Regions from separate parts of the Zea mays genome. Here region 2 is linked to region 1. Evidence: chromatin contacts called from public Hi-C data. All regions are on one chromosome and are shown on one strand. The core of a region is the stretch at or near the end of the contact, and the rest is flanking DNA. Distances in the headings are between cores, read along the strand shown. Region 1 overlaps LOC100193197 (Ypt/Rab-GAP domain of gyp1p superfamily protein). Region 2 has its middle 84 kb from the start of LOC103655927.

The links. Hi-C and Micro-C count contacts between places; a contact is called where the count stands out from the background.
Region 2: a Hi-C map of leaf shows a contact between it and region 1, with 5 times the contacts expected there. The contact joins two enhancer-like sites. A contact is called at or near these places in 5 of 25 Hi-C or Micro-C datasets (bundle sheath, ear, leaf and 1 more).

Annotation. Positions count from the first base shown.
Region 1 is chr4:222,422,554-222,426,114 of Zm-B73-REFERENCE-NAM-5.0, forward strand. It overlaps LOC100193197 (Ypt/Rab-GAP domain of gyp1p superfamily protein), which reads left to right. Exons shown (of 5, transcript NM_001358684.1): 5 at 1-133. Among protein-coding and RNA genes, the nearest start is that of LOC100193197, 19 kb to the left of the region's middle. Within about 2 kb of position 1,743, at least 19 of the 20 cell types and tissues checked have an H3K27ac peak or open chromatin away from gene starts, as enhancers often do. A contact at or near this core is called in bundle sheath, ear and leaf, where this site is marked.
Region 2 is chr4:222,714,215-222,717,775 of Zm-B73-REFERENCE-NAM-5.0, forward strand. No RefSeq gene overlaps it. Among protein-coding and RNA genes, the nearest start is that of LOC103655927, 84 kb to the right of the region's middle. Within about 2 kb of position 1,982, at least 12 of the 20 cell types and tissues checked have an H3K27ac peak or open chromatin away from gene starts, as enhancers often do. A contact at or near this core is called in bundle sheath, ear and leaf, where this site is marked.

The DNA.
Region 1 (3,561 bases), core at 493-2,992:
GTATCTGTCCTAGGCGAAAACATCATTTTCCATCAAGCCTTTTATAGCAAAATTTAAAGTTCCCAGATTTTGGGGTGTAATGCGGAGTAATATATGATGGATTCAAAGTCTTTGCTGCGTCATTGCACACACCAAGTTCTTCCATTATTCCTGTTCCTGCCGTTCCTGGTATATTCTGCAGAATCTGTTTGATATCGTAGCATGGTAAAAGGGCATATGGTCGCAGAAATTATGCGACGCACAAGAGCATAGTAACGTGCTACAATTGTGCGAAGCACAAGAGCATATGCCTGCAGAAGCTATACATTTCTGGACATGGCAGTGCCACACGCGAGCTTGCAGAATCATGCTAGCTGCGCTACTATTTTACTACTCCCTCCATCCTGAAAATGGTCACAATTCTAAAAAACTCGATTCTTGGTCAAATATTTTTAAAACTAAGCAATGTTGTAGAAAAAAACTATTAATACCATAAGGTATATATGATTACAGTACAGACGTACTGGGACTACTGGTCCAGTGCGACTGTTGACATCGGCGTCCAACAGTTTCACCTGGACGGACGTCCTCTTCCGTTGAATGAGGGAGAGAGAGAGAGAGATGACGATCAGCATGGAGTAGGATCCGATCGTACAGCTCAGGGGACACCTGCACGGCTGCACACCAGCGTCCAAACTCTTGATGTGATCTTACCTGAAACAATGCTACGCAACACTGAGGCGACAGGCAGCAGTTGCCCTGGCCCACGGGGCACAACACGTGTTCGATCATCTTCTCCACTTTCCCCAACGTCTGATCCGATATGATATGATGATTAGAATGCCTCTTCGACCGATAGTAAAACGTACAGTGGTGTGTTTTTAGCACCTAGTTTTCAGCTAGTTAGTTTGTAACTAAAAGCACCATATTGGTTTGTAACTAAAAGCACCATATTAGCTAGTTAGTCATTTAATTTTGTTTGGGTAATACTAAGCTTAACCTAGTTGGTTTGCTTCCACATGATGGAAGGTCTCCTTCTGTCATAATGTTTATTAGCAGTTTGGAGACCCAAGTTTAGAAGTTGGGAACCAAACATCATCCCCTAACTATCATGAGCCAATAATAACCAACCGCAAGAAGGTATAAGCAAAAATATCCAAGTGCCTTGAGAGGTTAATTTTATTATGTGGGTGAAAGTGAAGGGGACAGCTCGTCATGTGTCTGTTGTTCCCCTCTGATTAGTTGCAGTAGACACGGATTGACATGCATGGTGTCGTCTAGCTATTTATCACCAAAGCATCATGTCCTACCACCGATTGGCAATTATTAGCTGGTGGTCACTGTGTGGTCAATCAACAGTACAAGTCATACATACGGCATTTTTTAATATAAAAAAGCAACAACAATTCATTCAACCAGTACCAGTTTTAGATCCTTTTGTTAGATTACAAGAGCATTTTTTTTCTGTATTTTAAAAACTGTTTCATGTAAAATCTGTGTAAGGTTTTCTTGTGTGAAATTCCTACCCCCTCTAAATTAAAGGAGCACTTTAGCTAGGACTAGGAGTGAGCTATTAGTAGCCACATAAACAATAACTATTTGTTTCGCAAGGCCCGTGTAGGAGTGAGAGAATAGTGGAGTTACTACTATTTGGTCCCATTCATTTTGCACCGGTACGGAGGGAGAGGACACGCGTGAACATGACGACAGGGAAAGGCTGGACGAGAGGTGGCCCAAGCCATTCTGTTGGTGTTGGGAGGGCGCCACCCACCCACGCCACCCGCGCCGACCGACAAAGGCTGCCCCAGGTCGATCTCTCTGGATCATTGCCCTGCGCCGTGGTCGTCGCCTCCGGGTTCTCCGGCTTGGCCACACGAGTAGCTGCTTGAACCAGAGCCGTAGCTTGGCCGGCGTTGCCTTTAATTTGTTGCCGTCGCTCGATAGATGGCCCGGCCAGGACGACGAGCCCCGGCAAGCTGTCTGCTAGAGTCTGTCACGTCCTTTCCTGCCGTGTACATCCATCCGCGCCTTTCAAATCTCCGCGGGCATACTCTGTGACTGTTTAATAAAACAACCACCGTACCACCTGAGAAAACAGCAGTATCCATATTTGAAATCAGTAGCAAGAGCAAACTTGAGGATGGTATAACTGTCTTGTAGGTGTACATATATCATGTGATGGTAATACATATAAGATGAACATCTACTCTTTATAAGGGGTCTATGTAGCACGGCTCCGGCTACTCTAAAAATAACTCCGGTTCCTACTTTTTTCAAGAGCAGCTCAGCTCCCCCATAGAAGCCAGTGTTTTTAACAAATCGTTTGGCAAAACGGCTACTCTTGACGTGAGAGAAGGGCAAAATAGAGAAGGGAGGAGCCGCAAGAAGCTTTTTGGCTCCAGCTTCTCTCTATAAAAATAGCTCTGACTCTTCGTCAGTGCTCTTTGTTGGCTGCTCTTATTTTGAAACCGTTTGGGAGGGGCCAAAGCCAAATTTAGGAGCCCTCCCAAATAGGACCTACGTAGTTTAACTTCTGTTTGAAATACGTAGCATTAATGCCCGTTTCAACGCACTAGAGGCTAATAGTTAGATGTTAAAAAGTTGCTACTGAAATTAGCTAATAACTAACAAATAGTTGGCTAACTATTAGCTACTTTTAGCTAGGTTAGACCAGCTAATAACTAATGGATAGTTAGTGTGAGGCCAATAGCTAGCTGGACTATTAGCTAGAGATGTTTGGATGTCTACAACTAAAAGTAGCTAATAGCTAAATTATTAGTTCGATTGTTTAGATGTCTCTAACTAATTTTAGTAGCTAACTATAAACTCTTTTGTATTCAAACATAGACATGTGTTCGCTGCTTAAAAGTAAATTCGTAATGGTGGATTTTGACATCGGTGCCCACCTCGTTTACCGCACAGGTGCCCACCATTAACAAATGCTAGTGAAAAAAGGACGTTAGGAAAAAAAGGTTTTCTTGAGACATTTCAGAGTATTTTAGTTTTCGGGTTTGTTTGGAAGCTAGATGATGAGGTGGATTCACGAGAATAAAATCCCTTTTCTATTTAATTTTTAATATCAAAGATGCATGTTTTAGCCTTTCGAATCACCTCCATTCCTCTGGGTCTGTTTGGCACCAAAATAAGCACGCGGACGGTCCGGCCTTGAGGCCGGACAGTCCGCGGTCCAGACAGTCCGCGCTTGTGGGCCGGACGGTCCGCGCATGCGCAAAGTAGATTAGGGTTCCGAGTTTTGTGCTATGTTTGTTAGCTAGATTCGTGGAATCAGCTCGGAATCCAGTCGTGTAAAGGGTCCAGCCCCCCTCCTCTATAAAAAGAGAGGTCTACGGCCGATTTGTAATCATCATCAATCGAATCAAACACTTCTATTTCGCATTTTATCCTAGGAGTAGTTCTAGTCTAGTTTAGGTTTAGCCTCTCGATCTCCAATTTCTCGCTTCTCTTCGACTCTACGCCGATTAGAAGAGTCTAGGTCGGCCTGCCGAGCCTAGACATCACCTAGGATCTCTCCTCCCCGACGGGGTCCCTCCCGAGAGCGAGATCCAGGCCGCCGCCGGCGAC
Region 2 (3,561 bases), core at 732-3,231, 290 kb after region 1:
CCAAGAGCGCTTCACCCATCATGTAGACATTACACATAATCAGAGTAAAGAATAAGCGGAAAGGATTACAATACAATAATTTACATTCATATAAAATATAGAGAGAGTATTTATTACATAACGGGTGTTCAAGTGCAGCACTTAATATTACATAACTAGGAGGCAAAACATCCTCTCGTCAACAAGTTTACTGATTTTCCTTGTGCTTTGGCACCACCTTTGAGCAGAAACAACAAAACTCGGTTGTTTCATCACCTACAACAACATGGGTTCGAAGACCCTGAGTATGGACTGTACTTTCGCAAGTCTTACCCGACAAAGGAAAAAGACTTCTCAAGGATATGCTGGCTTGTGGGATTCAAGGTAAAGCTGATCAAGAATCAAAGACTCTGTTTGTAGAAAAGCTTACTAACAGTGGATCCTTAAAAATCCAGTTTTATTATCAGGTTAAGTCATTACCTGTATCTAGAGTTCTTTCTATCCTAGTTCAGGCACTTAGCCTACACTAGCCATCTTTTATCACCCCTTAAGTTTACTGGATTGCTACGTGTAAGTCAGTGACCAAGTCTTCATGTCCGAGAAGTAACGGCGATCCGAATCGATTAATACCCAGCTGGGGATCTCCAGCCACACGACATATGTAGCACTTAACCCTTGTATATGTCAACTTACCATCAGGTTTCTCAAGACCAGAACGGGTTCACGCCACTCGAGAGCACAGATACACCACAGTCCAGCCTCTTGCCACGGAGGGTACACGCTACTCTCACCATCTCTCCACTTCCATTGCGTGGTGGCCTTTCAGGTATTGGTCTGACCGAGGCAAAGCTTACCCATGACGAGGCATGTGGCCAGTTAAAAGGTCCTCGATCATCAAGCCTACATCGGTTTGGTCCTTAATCGACTCAGACAGAGACACTACACCGAGACTTCCTTCTCGTGCAAGTCACCCGCTCGGTCTCATCTTTATCATTTGCAACCCAAAGTTTGGTACCTGACAGAGGTACATCTTTTCATATGTTGAACCCATCATGGCCATGATGGATTCACCATCAAGTCTTTTCTTTGAAAACTTCCCATTCCATATGAAGCATCATCTTTTGATTAAAACAAAACATTTTGTTTTCTAAAGCAAAGCTAAGCATCAGAAAACTTTAAGTAAAACAGGTATCAAGGAATGGTAATCAGTTCCAAGGATGGAAATGCAGCAATTGTTTAGCACACAACTCCTATCATCACCTAATGCATCATCTCAAGTGATAAAGAGTTTAAAACATCAAGGAAAGGGGTAAATGCACTGGGGCTTGCCTTGTGTTGCAGGAGGTTCTGGGTCTGTCCCACAGAAGTCAAAATAGAAGTTGTTCTCAACTGGGGGATCCTCAGCTTGTGGGACAACTTCTTCTTTGACTACAGCTTCTTCTTCGTTTTCTATACATATACATGAATGCTTATGTGATGCTATGAATATGCAGGTATGTAATAGAAACATACTAGGTTGTATCTTGAATACAACTTTCCTTCACGGTACACACTAGTGACTAGGGTTTCCTGAGTTAGTATTCTATCAGTACTAGGCAATTAAACCCTAGGAGGCTAGCTTATTGGGTTTGAGACCAAACAATGTCCAAATCACTTCAAACTCCACCCAAGGGCTTTAATCATCAAACTAAGCTTACCCAAAAAGTTGTATTATTTTTGGAGCTACCAAATTAATTCTAAAATTCTAAAAGACTGGATTTATGCATATTTAAATTCTAAATAAATCCAGGTTTGGACTAAAAATCTTGGAACTATTTTTATTAAATACTAGATGAATTTAGGAGTTTAGAAAAATTGGTCCTATAATTTTACCATTTTTTTAAAATTTCCTACAATTTTCCATGTCTGGCAGAAAAAGGAAAAAGGAAAATTATGAATAGTACCGAGCTGATTCTGGCCCAAACCGAGCCACAACCAGGAAAAGTGCGCCCGCGCGCGCGCCTTTGTTGGCAATTTTGCGTAGGACCCTCGGTGATTTGAAAAACCGGTAAAGAGCCTGTGACATTGTTTCTCTGTCTCGCTGACATTTGTGGATAAAACCTAGAGTTTCTGTTCCTTCTCCAACTCAATCCCCGGCGACGGCGCGCTCACCCGCCGGCCATCTCTCACGAGAAATCGCCCCAAATGGTGATGCCTGATGAAACCGAGCACTCGATAGAAATCCCCGAACCCAGGCGAGCCTAGGCAATGCTCTAATCGAGCTCATCCGGCCCTGGATTCTCCTATCTACGACGACGACAAAAACCGAGGGCGGGCCAAGCCGTTCCCGACGATGAGGCGCGGTAGCGTTCGAATTCTAAGTATGGGGAGCATCGTCACACCGAAAGGAAGCTAGAACAGATCGTAATTGGGCTAGAACTACCTTCGGCGACACTGACCACGGAAGAGCTCTCCTCGGCGACCAGTTTGGCTGATTTGGGGCAAAACCAAAATTCGCGGTCCACAGTGGCTAATCGGAGGCGAGAGTTGGTGTTCGGGTTTCGTAATAAGCTAACGAAGCTGGTTGTGCACTTAATTTATAGTATCCGTAAGCGGTGGCTCCAAATTTGGAAAAAAGAAGTTGGTGGCCGGAGAGGGGGAGTGAGTCACCGACGCGAAACTACTGTGACGTTCACCGGGGCAATGTCTCAGGCGATAGACGAGCTATCCACGACGGTCCACTGTGACGTGGTAACACTCCCGAATACGTGGCGTCTAGGCGGTAAGCGGCGAACTCTGGCGATGGTCATCTCGACCAGTCACGGGGCAAGTGGGTATGGCGGCCAGCTCACAGCCCCATCCGCGGTCAAGATCTTTCACCCGCCACGGTTATCCACTTCACACCGGCACGAATCACGGCGGCCGGCGTGAATCGCGACGCCAGCTCACCGGCGGTGACAGATTCACTGAATCAGTGATCTGGTTCAGTTACTGTACCATCAGAATCACATTCAGCTTGTTCTGACAGAGCAAGTTTAGGAGCTCTTTTCACAAACTTTTATGTACTAACCTACTAATTTGTTTGTAGCAAAGTTGATCCCCTACATACTAGCTTTGATTTTGTTATAGCAACCTCGATCAAACATCCACTGGATCTTATTCAAAATTGCTCTCAAAGTTTGTCCCAGTTCACTGTCAGTCGAAATTTCAGCTTCAGGGTGACTGACAGCCTAATTTTAGGTCCATTTATCTCCCATTTTCATACAGCACCAATGCTCAGTCACTTAATCAAACTTGTACCCCTATGCTACCTCTACAAACTTGTTGTAGTGACCTAGGGCAAAATCTTCATGGATTAAGAAACACAAGGTTCCAAAGTCAACTTAAACACACTAATTTCAGAGTTAGCCATATGGGTGTCCTTGTGACTTTTTCACAAATTAGTCCAATTTGTTCCACATTACATGAAAATCCTCTAATGTAAAAGTTGTTTAGTTTTTGATACTTTACCACTTTGATATATGCATTTTGGTCCAAAAGTGTATAGAAATTGAAATCATCCCATAGGGCATAAATTAGGGTTTTCTAGGGTTCCTCTTAGGG